Linked DNA regions of Triticum aestivum: region 2 is linked to region 1. The links are chromatin contacts, called in public Hi-C maps. All regions are on one chromosome and are shown on one strand. The core of a region is the stretch at or near the end of the contact, and the rest is flanking DNA. Distances in the headings are between cores, read along the strand shown.

Region 1 (7,350 bases), core at 1,464-3,963:
CACCATTACTTGAGTAGCACTTAATTTTTAACTGATGATGATTCGCTGCTCCTTGATTCTCTGAAAAGTACACTATTGTAATTTTATCATAGTATACTAGTACTATTTACACACCTCGCCTAGTAGGCACAACGACAGAATATACCGAGGACAAGCACGGCCTGAGTCGACGATGCCTTGCTTGCTGACACGTGGCTTTCAAACCAAGACACTTAATTAGTTTGTTCGTTGGCGTATTCATATAGTGAAGGCTGATCATAGTGGGGAGTAACTTATACTAGTGTCAGGGTGAAATGCGCGACGGAGGAGAAGCGGGGTGGAGGCCGGTTGGAACGCTGGAGGTGACGGAGACGTAGAGTTCTGGCAGGGTTGTGGTGTGGCGTCCGGGATGATGGAGCAGCGGCGAAGGCAAGAGAGAAATAATGAAGGAGAGAGAATGATGAGGATGAAGGTGTGGGGTCCGGAAAGGGTTTTCGATGGGCCAGGGTGTTGGAGTTCTACATGTATGTTGTCCAGGCTTCCGCAAGGCCACACACGTTTGTCTGAAGTTTGCTGAAAAAAGTATGTCTGGACCACTCGGCGGACCGATATAGGCCCGCATTGTTTCGCAAACTGCGTCTGGTCTACATGGTCCAGACGTATGCAGGTGGTTTGAGGGTCCGTCTCGAAGATGCCTTAATAAGACAAAAGAAAAAACATTCGTGTATTAGGTGCTTTATTCACATCATGGCATAAGCAAGGAGACCACAGATAAAAAAATAGACATATGTATGACCACTATGTCTGAGTGTTTGTTGGTGATTGAAGATGTGGATTCCATTCCATTCCACAATCAACAACTTGATGCCTTTGGCTTTTACACCAACCTAAAGCCGGACAGCTAGCAAGTGAAACGTGAAAGGGTTTATTCTACTTTTCAGTGGCCACGGGAGCCAATGGCTGGTATTTCTCACAAGTCAAACAAATCTCGGTGGATGAGCGGCTCTCAACTCCCAGTTTGAGATTACATCTTTGCATGATTGTCTTTTCAGTTGTTCATACAATGAGACTTGTTGCTTTAATAAAACTTCAAGTTGAAGGGAATACACTCTTCAGCCGCAAAAAAAAAAAAAACTCTCAGGTTGCTTTGGAATTGGACTCATGTTTTCTTACAGCTGTTTTGAAGCCATCTTGGCGCTGTTTTTTCCTTCTTCTTTTTCTAGACTAGATGGTGGGAATAAACTGGCCACACGTTAGACGTTGGAGAGTTGCATTCGCACAAATAACCCACCCAACATGCTCGCACGTGTTTGTGGTTACCCGACACTAATACACTACTACTTTGTACCAGTTTAGTATTGTACATAAATTCAGTTGCATTACTGGGATTATAATTATACATCTTATAATGGGACACGATGCCCGCGTTGGGCATGGGACACGCCGAACCGTGCATGGGGAATCACTACCGGAATGGTGCGCAAGGCACGGCCACGACCACCTACTGAGGAGAAGAGCAAGGATGGTGCGCGCTGTTTGCCTGCTGGCCATATAGGAACTATGGAAGCACCGCAATGGCATTGTGTTTGACGGCAAAACTCCATGCCTGCGTGAGTGTTGCGCAAGATAGCCAGCGAATGTGAAATATGGAAGCAAGCGGAGCTACTGAGAGGCGAGGACGATCTGGACGGCCTCCTCGTGGCGGCGGTAGGGTGGGCACAGGGCGAGTAGTCTCCTAGCTTAGAGGGTGGAGCGAGGTGTGAGTCCCATGTAGTCATACCTTGTAAAACAGCGGAGGGGCTCTTCTCCCATTTCCTTCTTTAATAGATGATACACACTCGTGCATATTCAAGCATTAATTATACATCTTATATATGTCTTTTTTTGCAGGAAATCTTATATATGTTTTCAACAAGCATATTTTTTTTACAAGAACACGCAGTATATTATTAGTACAAGTAAATAGTCGTAAGCAATTGTTAATCTTCTCATCTTCGCCGGTTCATACTACTACTCCCTTTATAACTAGTGATTCAAACGCTCTTATATATTTTTATTGACTATGTACTGCAAGGCAACAGCCTCACAACTCTTTATTAATAAAGAAAAGAACAAAAACTGGAGTACAAATATACAAAGAGAGAGGGAGACTACTTACATGACCTACCTAAGGGAGGGAAGCTATCCAGGTCCGGAGACTATCTTTATATTTACACTTGAGCCTATGAACTAAAAGAGAAAGATCATATACAAAGTTTCTCCTCCAGGACCTAAAACTAGGAGCTTTATTTCTGAAGATCTTTTCATTCCTTTGAGTCCAGATCCATGAGGCTGTGAAAACAACTTTAGAAAAGAAAGGTTTAGCAATATTTTCTTTACGGAGGGAGTACTGACTAATGCGCTATTTTCTGTATCTAGAACAACCCAGCATGTGAGCACCAGAGATCCTGCTCTCCTCCATACCCTGTCTGCATGATCTGTGGCTGTAGAATGCTCTGCTGCACCCACTAGGCCCCCTTTGCTTACAACGAATCCTCCTAGTAGCTAATAATTTCTTAGTACAATTATTGCTGCAAAATCAACTAGTGCCAGCTAGTCTGGCTTAGCTTGGTTGAGTTGGGTTCGTCGCATCGATCGGTTGCCCATGCCCATCGATCACACAAGAAGATACTACGGGTGAAGGCTACGTGCATTCTTGGCTTCATGCATGCATGCATATATACATGCTTAATTCAATCGACCGACAAAGACATGTCCTTCTTGTTCTTGTTCTCCTTCTTGAGTTGATCACGTGCCCCCATCTAAGGGGAGCCAACGGCGAAGCACACCAAGGAGCACGTCGCCCTTTGTTTCTTGTCATCTGTTTCTTCCTCTCTAGAAACAATGCATGGGACCACTTTGACTTCCAAGCCATGGTTTTTGTTTCATTCATATCTTAATGACTTAATCAGTAGTACGAGTAGTATTCTAAAACTTGTACGCAGTTGATGCCTTCCGGCATATGTTCAACTTAGAGCACAACCGGACTTACAAATCCGACCCCTCAAACGCCCGTGAATGCGTCCGTGGACAATGACCGGTTATGCTTAGAATAATGCATTCCGCATCCGGATACCTCAGATTAGAAATCTCAAATCCATATTATTACATGCAACGTAAAACGATCTTTAAGCGAAGCTCGTCCGGCTCCGCCGTGCCCATGTCTGGCGGCCGGCTGTGCTCCCCAGAGTGTTTGTTTGGTCACCGGCAAAGTAGAGTAGGGCATGAGACACGAGCTGGGTCACGGGACTCAAGGTGCCCCCGTCTCCCATGCCCTACTCTTCCTCGTCGGAGCCCGAAACCCGTTGGGTGCCGGTGGATGTCAGATCGGTGATTGATTTGTCCTGGGATGAGCCAGCGACATCCACCATGACGCGGTTGCGGCGCCCGGACTGTTGCACCATACGGGGCGTCGGAGAGTGCGACTCCACCTCGCCGACGTCCACCGCCGCGAGGGCTGCCGCCGCCTCCCGTGCCCGTTGCCTCGCACGGCGGGCACGTCATGCCATGTTTTCGTCAGACGACGCCCATGGTGCGCCCCGCTACTCGGCGCGCCAAAGGAGGGGTTGCGCGTTCGCCAGTGCGTCCAGACGCCAGACGAACGGCACCGCCTTCGGTGAGGTAGCGACAGCACACCTAGCGTCGGATCCATGCGCCATTTGGATGGTCGCAATGGATTCCCAATGGAAGGAGTCCAAGCGCTTCGTGCACGGACCTCCTCCCGGGAGCGGCAGAGCGCAATCCGGACGACCATCTCCTCCTCAGGGCTGCGTGAGATGAGCTCGGGGTCGACGGATCTGGAGGTGGAGGACTCGAATCCGCTGTCCGCCGTGCCGGAGACGGCCGAAGACCACCGGAGGTGAGCTTGAGTGGCGGAGGGGAGTAGAGTGAAGTGGCTAGACTTTGGTCCGGCGAGCGGATGGGGAGGAATATATGTGGGGTCGGGTGGGCCAGCGTGGGCTGGGTCCGACGTGGCGGACGCGCCCTCCATATCCGCCCCATATTTGAGCTGGATATGAGGGATGTCGGTCAGCCCGGGCGTTTGAGGTTCCCGTCTGAGTCGAAATTTTGTGACGGGTCAGTAACCGGGCGGCCCGCCCGGGCGTTTGGGGCGCTCGGCTGTAGATGCTCTTACACCTCTTCATGATGGTGCCCAACTATTGATACTACTAGTGAAATGTGTGTTTAAGTTGATCAGTCCCATTGGAGAAGGAGAACTACCCAACAACTTCTTGAATTGATATATCAATAGAGACTAATAACTAAGTGAATTTTTTTTAGAGAAAAGGCAGAAAGCCCAACTTCAAATTAATGAAACCATCAATCGACTAGGATACAATGGTGCTGACTACAAAGGTAGAAGCTTGAAGAAAAAACCAAAAGATAACGTGCGGAGCTCGCTCACGTTCAAGAACTACAGAGCATAGCAATAGCGAGCAGGGCACCACCACAGCGAAACCAGGATCAAGATGCCGGAGAGCTCGCCGCAAACTAGAACAGTGGTGCAACCACAACCAGTAGACAACTAATGGGATGACGAGAAGAACCGGGCTGCGTGGAGAAAAGTGTCGTCTCAGATGCCCGATGACCTATCCAATCTCCCCTAAGTTCGACCCGTGCAACGACATGCGGACTTCAAAAAGATTCGGAAAACACAAGAAGTACACTACTTCAAAAAGGAAGGAGAAAAAAATAAGTCGAAACACCGCAATGTTCCCCTTGAAGGTGAATTCGCGTGTACGAGTAGGTGCTAATAAGTTGTACACAGTGTAAGGATGAACTTTTCTAATTATATTATACATTGAGTGTTTTTTGAAAATCAGAGATCAATTTTATATGAAGGGGGCGACTCATAGATACCATGCATGAATTATTGGGTAAACCAACTAACAACTAGTAGTAGTTTATGCAACCAAGTCAGAGGTTTTTCCACCTCATCACCGGTGGCCTCCGAGCCTTGGAGACGCGGTGGATCCCGGCTCTTGCCGGTGGAAGGTTCCATTTTAGATGTTACTTTGAGTTTTGTTAGGGTTTGTGTCCTGTTAAGGAAGGCGAGACGACGGAGGCTCCCTGGAGATGGATAAGGTTTTCCCCACCTAGCCCATGTTTCGATGGTGCATCTACCACCATCGGCGGGCGTGTGGAGATGTGCCTCCGGCGGATCTATCTGTCGTGGATCTGCTCGGATTTGTTCTTCGCTCGTCTACGTTTGTGTGTCTTCAGGTTGAATCCTTTCGATTTAAGCTACTCTTCATCGACAACAGTTGCTATTCTGGTGCGCTGGTGTTATGTGGCCTTAGCATGACGACTTCCCGATTGTCTACTACAACAAGTTTTGCCCGGCTCCGACGAGGGAGGGGCGATGATGGCGGCGCACCTTCGGCTCGCTCCAGTTCTTGTAGACGTCGCTAGGTGGTCTATGAATCTGGATGCATGTTTTCATTATTTCTGGTGTTCGTTGTACTGCCATGATTGCAGATGAATAGATATGAAGTTTTCTCGCAAAAAAGAAGTAAGAGGTTTTTCAATGTTATCGCTGTAACGCAAGAATAAGAGTCAGTTCTTTTGCTAGCTCCTAGAATAAACTGAAACAAGTTGTCCCTTACCCAACTTATTCTAAAAATCCAACCAAATTTATCTTTTTAGAAGCCTACTAATTAAAGACTTAACTAGTAGGATTTTAAAATTTATTTTTGGTTAGGTTCCTAGAATAAACTGGGTAGGGGTAGCTTATTTTACAAGCCCGAAAAGGCCACAAAAAGAATAGCCCCTAAGGCACGTTGCTTTGATTACAACTATAACATAATTCAAGTAATACACTTTGCAAAGTTGGCCGGCATATAAAAACGAAATAATTGTCATTTAGGTGAGTGCTAGTGGCCTTTGATGGTTGACATAATAAGTCATCTACATCCAATCTAACCACTAGATTATTGGTAGTTCTTGGGTTTAGTCTTCCAAGCGAGTTCTCATTTGACATGCTGATAGTACTCGACGCCACATGCGTATAAAAACTAGCTACCCTATATCCTTACCATAATAAAAATCTAAATATAATACATTATTGAACATGGAGAATGTGTGCAAAATTAGTTAATATTTTTGTCAAAATTTTACTAAATCAGCGACAATCAATATGGATCGGAGGGGGTAATATTTTTTCATTTTATTCATCTTTTGTCTATGAAGGCGGCCGCGTGTAATTTATTTTTGTGAACCTCATTTCACTTGGGCCTGACTTGTGCTCGAATAAGCAATGTATTCCTTGATGCAGAGTCTGAGGGATCTTTCCCTCTTTTTGAAAAAAATAGTGTCATAGACATACAAGCATTATATATTCACCGAAAATCAGCAATAATTGGCAAAAATAACAATAACTACTTGGTCAAGTCAACCATGGAGCAGGATATCATGGTGGAGGATTGGTTCGACGTTGCGGTTGCAATTCTTGACTTGTTTTCGTTCTTTCTCTTTCATATCCAAGTTTAGATGCTGAAATTTGCAGCAGCAAAGTCTAGATTCAGAGGAGATGCAAGCGAATATCCCTTGTACTGTTGCACGTACGACAAGTAACCAACGGGAAGTCATGTACCTCTACAGTGCTAGAGATTGCAAGTTCCAACCACTAACTTTGTCTCAATAATTGAATTAATGACGTGGTCAGAAACGCTGAAATATGAAATTTCGCCTCAAATATTTTCAACTCCTGGGAAATCTATATGAAATCACCACTTATGGCGTTTAGCATGTTGTATGATAGCATGACGTACTCTTTAAATGGAAATACAAGCCTGAGATTGTACATGCTCCTACTTACCAGTTTTAATTAATGATGATGTGGTTGTCTAATCCCATTATCTGCCCGGTCTTTAATTTGAAACTAGTACTGTGTCGTTGTAGGTTAGCTGTATGCTCTTGCATAACAACGGATAGCTAATCATCCTGGGTCACTAGACTAGCATCCTTGTGTCCCTTGGTTGTACGGACAAGGCGGTGACATATAGTACTAACAAGATAGTACGCTGTTCACTTCCCAACCACCCATTTGTTTATAAGTATTTGCACATTAAAAGGCCAATCTGATAGCATAGAGATGAATAATTAAGGGAAACAAAGAAAACTGACGCGACATCAATCACAAGATATACTATATGGAGAGTGATATATATACCACTGAATAAATTATTATTTTTTGGAAATGTCCAGCAATTGCTGGCTATTTCATTGATTCATAGACATGGTGGTAACAAAAGGATTGTCGGGTGGTCAGAGACCAAAGATGAAAAAGAAAAAGAACATAAAAGAGCACCTAAAGGCCGATATTCTCACGGT
Region 2 (7,350 bases), core at 2,715-5,214, 370 kb after region 1:
CCGCCCGCACGACCGCAGTTCACAAGTGTCTGTAGACCTATGAGTGAAATTTTGCTAAGTACTGAACAAACAGGTTCTACAGATCAGTTCTATTATTTTGGATCTACGGCAGTTCAGAAAATAAAATAAATCTTAAACCTAAGGTGGCGGCAGCAGAAGAACTCGTGTGCTCAGATGGGATCTTGTATAGAAAAGGTGTTTTCTGCTATTGGAAAGGGATGCTAAACTACTACCGCACAATTTCAGTGACGTGTTCGGATCAAACTATGTGTTCTAACTAGGAGAATGAAGAACAATGAAGAACACCGACGAATAGCGGAAACCCTAGTGAAGATTTGTTATGAGGGAAGCTGAGTGCTTACTGATGCCGAGGAACAACGGAGGTGTGTCGCGATTTTCTGGTCTGGTCAGGTTGATGCAGCGGCTGGAGTTGCTGCGGTTGATGAAGGACGACGGCGGCGGAGCTCGGTTGCAGCGGAGTCGCGAGGAAGAAGAAGATGTGAGGACAGGGGTAAAAAGTGAAAGGAAGGGCCCCTGTCCCTATTTATAAGGAAATGACTAGACGGCATGCGCGGGAATCGAGGAGGCCGAAAAATGGTTATGTGGCTATATGGACGCCTTGATTTTCAGGGGTCCATTAAGATAAGGATCTGTTGAGATATCCTGGGCTTTGTGCGAAGTTAATGCACATGATGTCATGGCGGGTTACCACGATTCTGTGATGTGAGGTCATGGCGGGTTACAGCGAGTTGATGAGGAATTGATGATGGAAGATTCTGCTAAGTAAAGTGGTGAAGATTGATGTGAACAAGTTCAAATCAACCTGGGGCCTAATTTGGGGATATAACTGCTAGGTATGACCCTCCCAGGAGGGGCCGGGTCATGCCATTGGCGGCTTAAAGATGAAGATGCCCGATGAGGTCCAAGAAGACATGAAGATGGCGGTTCATGGAGCAAGCCTATTGAAGGCCCAAGACCCGGAAGCGACTTGAGGCCCAAATGGATGAGCCGCCATATGTTAAACTTGTTTTTAAGGCAAGCTTAGTTAGAAACCGAGTCGGTCATGTTTGTGTGAGCCGGCCGAGACTCCGTAAGCCGTCGGGCATCAACCTGTATATAAAGGGGTGACCCGGCGGCGGGTTAACTCAAGAAACAGTCGATCGAGAACTAGGCCAAGTGTATTCGCTCCCTAGTAATCGAAACCCAAGCAATACAACCTAAAGCAGGAGTAGGCTTTTACCTCATTGAGAGGGGCCGAACCTGGGTAAACTCTCTGTGTCCTTTGTCCCGTTCAACCCCTTCAAGTTAACCTAATTGCGATGGCTCCACACCTAAGTCCTTTTGCTAGGGCATCTGTCGTGTTAAGTCCTTGACACGATCAATACAATTCTAGCATGAATAATAAACATTTATCATGAATAAGAAAATATAAAATAACAACTTTATTATTGCCTCTAGGGCATATTTCCTTCATCATCTGTTCGGCCTTGATTGCTTTGCTCTAATAGGAGAAATATTTAGGCCTTCCTTGGGATAGTCGCACCAACCACTAACATAGGGTGCAACATTTTCGTATATCTTGTCATTTCTTTGAGAACAAATGCTTCAACATCCCATGAGGAAAAATTCTATTTCCTCTCACTATTATTTCGTATTCTTTTTTTTTTGTAAAAAGAGTCTTGGCTTAGTGGTTGGGTATGCGGTTGTGCAGCCTAACGACGAGTTCAATTCTTAGAATTGGCAAGTGATGCACAGAGGTTTTCTCCCATTTATTGATGATGAAGCTTGGTGTATGGTGAAACCACTTTTATCAAGAAGCATCTTAATACTCATTTGGAAAATTCTGATGACCATGTTTATCTTGATACTGATGCTAAAATGTTTTTATGCATCCCTAGTTGGTGCATAGGTCGAAAAGTGAAAATCTCTCCCATTTTTCAGGCCAGTTCCCATTATAGCCACTCGACCCTTGCGTCGTCTCCCCAGAGGCGAACGCTCGCGCCGCCAGATACCCTCACGCTGCTGCTTTCCCATCCGCCGCTGCCGTCGGCGTCCTTTTGTAGCAATGTGTGCTTGAGTTTTAGAGAGTGACTCCAACAAAACATTGGATAGCATATCAAGATCACCGTTATGAAGCATCATATGGACGTGCGCCAAGACTATGCCAATCTAGATATTTCTGGACTTGTTGCAGATCACGATGCATACCTGCATGGATGTACCCTAGCAAGCTAACAATGTATGCATCAACAGACGCATTTACAAATCAAGACACTGAAACGTAGCAACAAAGACTACAAAAGTAGCAACCTGCTAACCGTTGTTTTAAGTCAAACAGTTTGATCATAGGAAACCACGTGCTAAACTAGCTCAAAGACAATCCTTTTGTAACAATGGGTGCATGAGTTCTAGAGAGTGACTCTAACAAAACATTGGATAGTATATCAAGATCACCATTATGAAGATTGGTAGCAACAAAATACAAATGCAATACTAACAAGCCATCCACGGTTGCGCTCGTCGTATTTCTCTTTGTTGCAGTCACTAGTATTTTGGAGTCGACTATAAACCAACACAAACCAAAACAAAAAGGCGTCAGCGTGTTGTGCCAAAAGGAAACCTCAAGGTATATGGAGAAATAGCCAAAATTGAATACACGTGTACCTCAGGCCACTTCCTCGAGGAGTAAAAAATAGAGCATAAATATTGCAAGATTTTCAAAGGATAGGAACAACGCTAATTTATAGTGGTGGAATACAGATGGTGCACTGCCGAGCCACCCATGTGTCATATATTTGTTTTATGTGCTTTTCTATGATATCATCGAGCGTACAAACAAGCTCGTGGGGAAAAAAATGATGGCATCATCCACCACGTCGAAAACAATACGGAGGCATAAAACTAAGTGTGCATCATAGTACGCCACCAACCTTAAGTCGAGTGTGACAAATAAGTAAATCAAAGCTCTTACCATGTGTACACTTCAAATGACAAGTGGAATCTCTCCCAAGTTAAAGAAAAACACACAAAAGGAAAAATGTCATTTCTGTATGTGGTCCCAGCAATTCGTTTCACCTGGGCCCACCCCGAACATGAGAAAGAGAATAATTTGCGACTAGTAAAATACATGGCCATTCGTTCTAAAATACCAGTACTCGGTGAGTAATAATGGCCCTGTTTGGATACTCTAACTCAGTTAGAGGTTAGAGTTAGATTCTAACCCTGATCTAGCCCTGAACTAACTCTAGCTAAATAGGTGTTTGGATGGCAGGGTTAGATAAAGCGCGGATACGGCGAGGCGCCTTCACGAATGATGCAAGAGGGAGGGAGGGAGAGGACGAGAAGCTTCGAGAAAGTGGGGAGGGATCTGCTGCGGGGGGAGCGAGAGAAAAAAGTGTTTTTTATGGTCCCGTGAAGAACTAACCCAAATAAGCACCTTTTGGGTGGGTTAGATTTTTTGGATGGGTTAGATTCATCTAACCCAAACTAACCCTCCTGTTTAGTTATTTTTGGGTTAGTTGAGTCCAAACTAACCCAAACTAACTCTAATCTATGGATCCAAACAGGGTCAATGTATTGCTACTGAAATTATTTGGGGTGGTCAAACAAATATAAAAATAGCAGCATTAATTAATTGTAGAATATGCCTACTAGCATCAACATACATTGGAAAAAATAAATACTACGATTGAACTACCGAAGGATATAGAGACAGTATTTGAAGATGGTGGCAAAGTCGTTGAACGGACAGAGCAGCAAACTCTAGTTGCGGCAGTGAACAGTAGAGAGAGGCGGGCTGTAGGAAAGCTCGCCCGGTCGCCCGCACGCGCGACGCTCGGCGCACCGCACCGCACCTTCGTGAGACGTCACGACGCACGCACTCACGCACGCGGCGGGACCGCGCTCGCACCCCCTCGTTCTTCTCCGCCTCCGCCTCCGCCCGCCTATACATACCACCATCCCCCCTCCTCTCCTCTCTCCCCTACCGTTCCGCCATTAACCGCCACTACTGCTGCCTCTCTTCCTGAATCTTGATCCCACTCCCATGCCTGCGACTCTACGAGTTCGCTGAGAACTAACTACCACCAGACTCCATGCGGCATCGGCAGCAAGGGGAGGACAACAAGGAGCTCTTCGTGCAGTGGAGGCCCTGCGACAAGAAGAGGTCCTAGTCGCCGGCGACCCGCAGCCGCAGGAACAGATCTGTTTATCGGGTAATTCTTTTAATCGGTGGGTGTTGGGCTGAATGGTTGATTCGAGCGCGGGAGGGAAGATGAGCGCGCACGGCGGCGGTGGCGGCGGGAGGACGCGGGTGGGGAGGTACGAGCTGGGGAGGACGCTCGGGGAAGGGACGTTCGCCAAGGTCAAGTTCGCCAGGAACGTCGAGACCGGCGAGAATGTCGCCATCAAGATCCTCGACAAGGACAAGGTCCTCAAGCACAAGATGATCGCGCAGGTACTTCCATCTTGTCTTTCTTCTTCCTCTTCTTCGGACCCAACGCCAAAAAGAAAAAGAAAAACTATTATTTTCTTCCCAATCCAAATCCATGGCCTGCTCAGATTATTTATGTTGTACTAAAAGGGACGCCTTGATCATCTTTCTCGATCATTAAGCATTGTTTAAAAAAGGGGGGGTTTATAGGGCTGTTTTTTTTTCTAATTTTTTTGGGTGAAAACTATTGAACGAAAGAGTACTGCTAGTTCGACTTGGTGGAACACCGAGACGTGAGAGTCCGTGAAACCGGCAGCAGCAACGGCGTTCCAGAATAGCGTTCTACCGCCAATTCAATTCAATGCGCCCGCCGAGGCCGAGGCCAAGACCAAGGCTTGGCGGGCGTCTCGTGCGCGTTCGTTGGAAAGCGCAGAGTTTAGTTGGCGGCCGTGATCAAATTTGGCTCTTCACGCCTTTGATACATCTCTTTTTCTCTGCAGATAAAGCGCGAGATCTCCACCATGAAGCTCATCAGGCACCCCAACGTCATCCGCATGTACGAGGTATAGACTAGTTACTAGTGCAACCTGAAATCATCATCATCATCAACATCATTTAAGCAAAATACAGTGGAGTAATTATTTGCTCATATTCCTCGCATGAGGAAATTATGTATATATATTTGGTTATCTTTTCATTTCTCGTTAAAAACTAGGTATCTTTTGCCTTTTGACTATGTATGTAAATGACCATGCCCACTTCTAATTGGCGTGTCTTTTAAAGGTGATGGCCAGCAGGACAAAGATATACATAGTCATGGAGCTTGTCACAGGTGGCGAACTTTTCGACAAAATCGTGAGTATATACCTTGCTCAACATTTTGGGTTATGCTTTGCTTCCCACTCTGCCTATATGCTTATTTTGCGGTGATCCGTGCGTCTAGGCTTCACGTGGGAGGCTCAAAGAGGACGATGCCAGGAAATATTTCCAGCAGCTCATCAACGCTGTCGACTACTGCCATAGCAGAGGCGTCTATCACCGTGATCTCAAGGTACCGTCGCGTGCCGGTGCCGGTGCCGTGGTGGTTACTCATCTGTCCTATGGGAAGAAACAAAAAGTGGTCTGATACCATTTTCTTCTTCCACGTTTCAGCCTGAAAATCTTCTGCTTGATGCTAACGGTACTCTCAAGGTGTCCGATTTTGGACTCAGCGCCCTATCGCAGCAAGTCAGAGTAAGCAAATTGACTGCTTTCTCATTTTCCACCTTGATAAAAGAAAACACTGTGATGGAAAATTCAGTGTTCCTTCCAGCGGGGCCTGGCTTCTTTTATGTTTTGCTATTTATCTGACAGTGTGTTTGCGAATCAGCCGATAGAATCTGACGATTATTTTTGCATATCTTTCTGCTATCTTGCAGGAGGATGGGCTGCTGCATACGACTTGTGGAACTCCCAATTATGTTGCTCCCGAGGTTCTTCATTTGCATCCACACCCTAAATTAATTGTCTAATTCTCTCCATTCAAGTCAATATTTTGTTCTCATTTTTCAATACTCTCTTGGGCGTACAGGTTATAAACAACAAAGGTTATGATGGAGCCAAGGCTGATCTGTGGTCATGTGGGGTGATTCTCTTTGTCCTCATGGCAGGCTACCTTCCGTTCGAAGATTCAAATCTCATGGCGCTTTACAAGAAGGTGAATTACTTTTACTGCTTTTCTGTTGTCAAAAGGAAGTTCCTCTTTTTGTGAGGAAAAAATGCTTTTACTAATACGATCCAAGTGCTTGTTCGATGTTACCAGAATAATCAAGTGCCTGAAAGATAACCTGCTTGTTCATGCAGATATACAAAGCAGACTTCAGTTGCCCATCTTGGTTCTCGACGAGCGCAAAGAAGCTCATCAAGAAGATACTAGATCCTAATCCTAACAGTGTATGTTCGTCTGTTCATTGGTATCATGTCACTTTGTTTCATCGAAGCTTATATTTGAGAGATAGCTCATGTCATTGTTATTGCCCTGTGCAGAGAATAACTATTGCTGAGGTTATTAACAATGAGTGGTTCAAGAAAGGATATCAGCCTCCTAGGTTTGAGACAGCAGAAGTTAATCTGGATGACATTAACTCTATTTTCAATGAATCTGGGGTAAGTATTTCCTCACCATGTTATATCAACATGTGTTCTAATGCGGTGGATGGACTTGGTAACATTTTTTGTAATGATCCAGGACCCAGCACAACTTGTTGTCGAGAGACGTGAAGAAAGGCCGGCAGTGATGAATGCATTCGAGTTGATCTCTACCTCCCAGGGCCTCAATCTTGGCACACTATTTGAGAAGCAAACGGTATGCTCAACATCTCAAATTGTTCATGAATTAAGATTTTTATAACCATGGGATTCCTTTTAATTTGAAATCTTGCTATAAATAGGATTCTGTTAAACGTGAAACACGGTTTGCGTCGAGGCTTCCAGCAAACGAAATATTGTCGAAAATTGAAGCAGCAGCAGGACCCATGGGCTTCAATGTACAGAAGCGCAACTACAAGGTGCCTATTATATTAGCAGATAAAAAAACAATTACAGCATGTTTCCATTTTACCTGAACATTATCCTGATGACAATTTTCTGGAATTAAATCAAATCAGCTGAAGTTGCAAGGAGAGAATCCTGGAAGGAAAGGTCAGCTGGCAATTGCAACAGAGGTATATTTCATAGTATCGCTTTGCCTTGTTTTTTTTGTTGTTGTTGAGAGAATCGCTTTGCCTTGTTATATGTTGCTTTGCACTATTCTTGCATGGTATATGGACTGACATGGTTCCATCTGTAATAACCTCAGGTTTTTGAAGTGACACCCTCACTCTACATGGTGGAGCTCCGCAAGTCGAATGGCGATACCCTCGAGTTCCACAAGGTGAGGT

The links. Hi-C and Micro-C count contacts between places; a contact is called where the count stands out from the background.
Region 2: a contact with region 1 is called in a Hi-C map of leaf, with 4 times the contacts expected there. The contact joins the promoter of LOC123052860 here to the enhancer-like site in region 1. A contact is called at or near these places in 3 of 5 Hi-C or Micro-C datasets (all in leaf).

The regions. Positions count from the first base shown.
Region 1 is chr2D:306,859,683-306,867,032 of IWGSC CS RefSeq v2.1, forward strand. No RefSeq gene overlaps it. Among protein-coding and RNA genes, the nearest start is that of LOC123049251, 43 kb to the left of the region's middle. Within about 2 kb of position 2,714, at least 2 of the 8 cell types and tissues checked have an H3K27ac peak or open chromatin away from gene starts, as enhancers often do. A contact at or near this core is called in leaf, where this site is marked.
Region 2 is chr2D:307,229,915-307,237,264 of IWGSC CS RefSeq v2.1, forward strand. LOC123052860 (CBL-interacting protein kinase 23) reads left to right here and starts at 3,965. Exons shown (of 14, transcript XM_044476215.1): 1 at 3,965-4,456; 2 at 4,933-4,995; 3 at 5,216-5,287; 4 at 5,376-5,483; 5 at 5,585-5,665; 6 at 5,851-5,904; 7 at 6,003-6,128; 8 at 6,275-6,364; 9 at 6,458-6,577; 10 at 6,660-6,776; 11 at 6,862-6,978; 12 at 7,078-7,134; 13 at 7,269-7,343. The coding sequence starts at 4,247.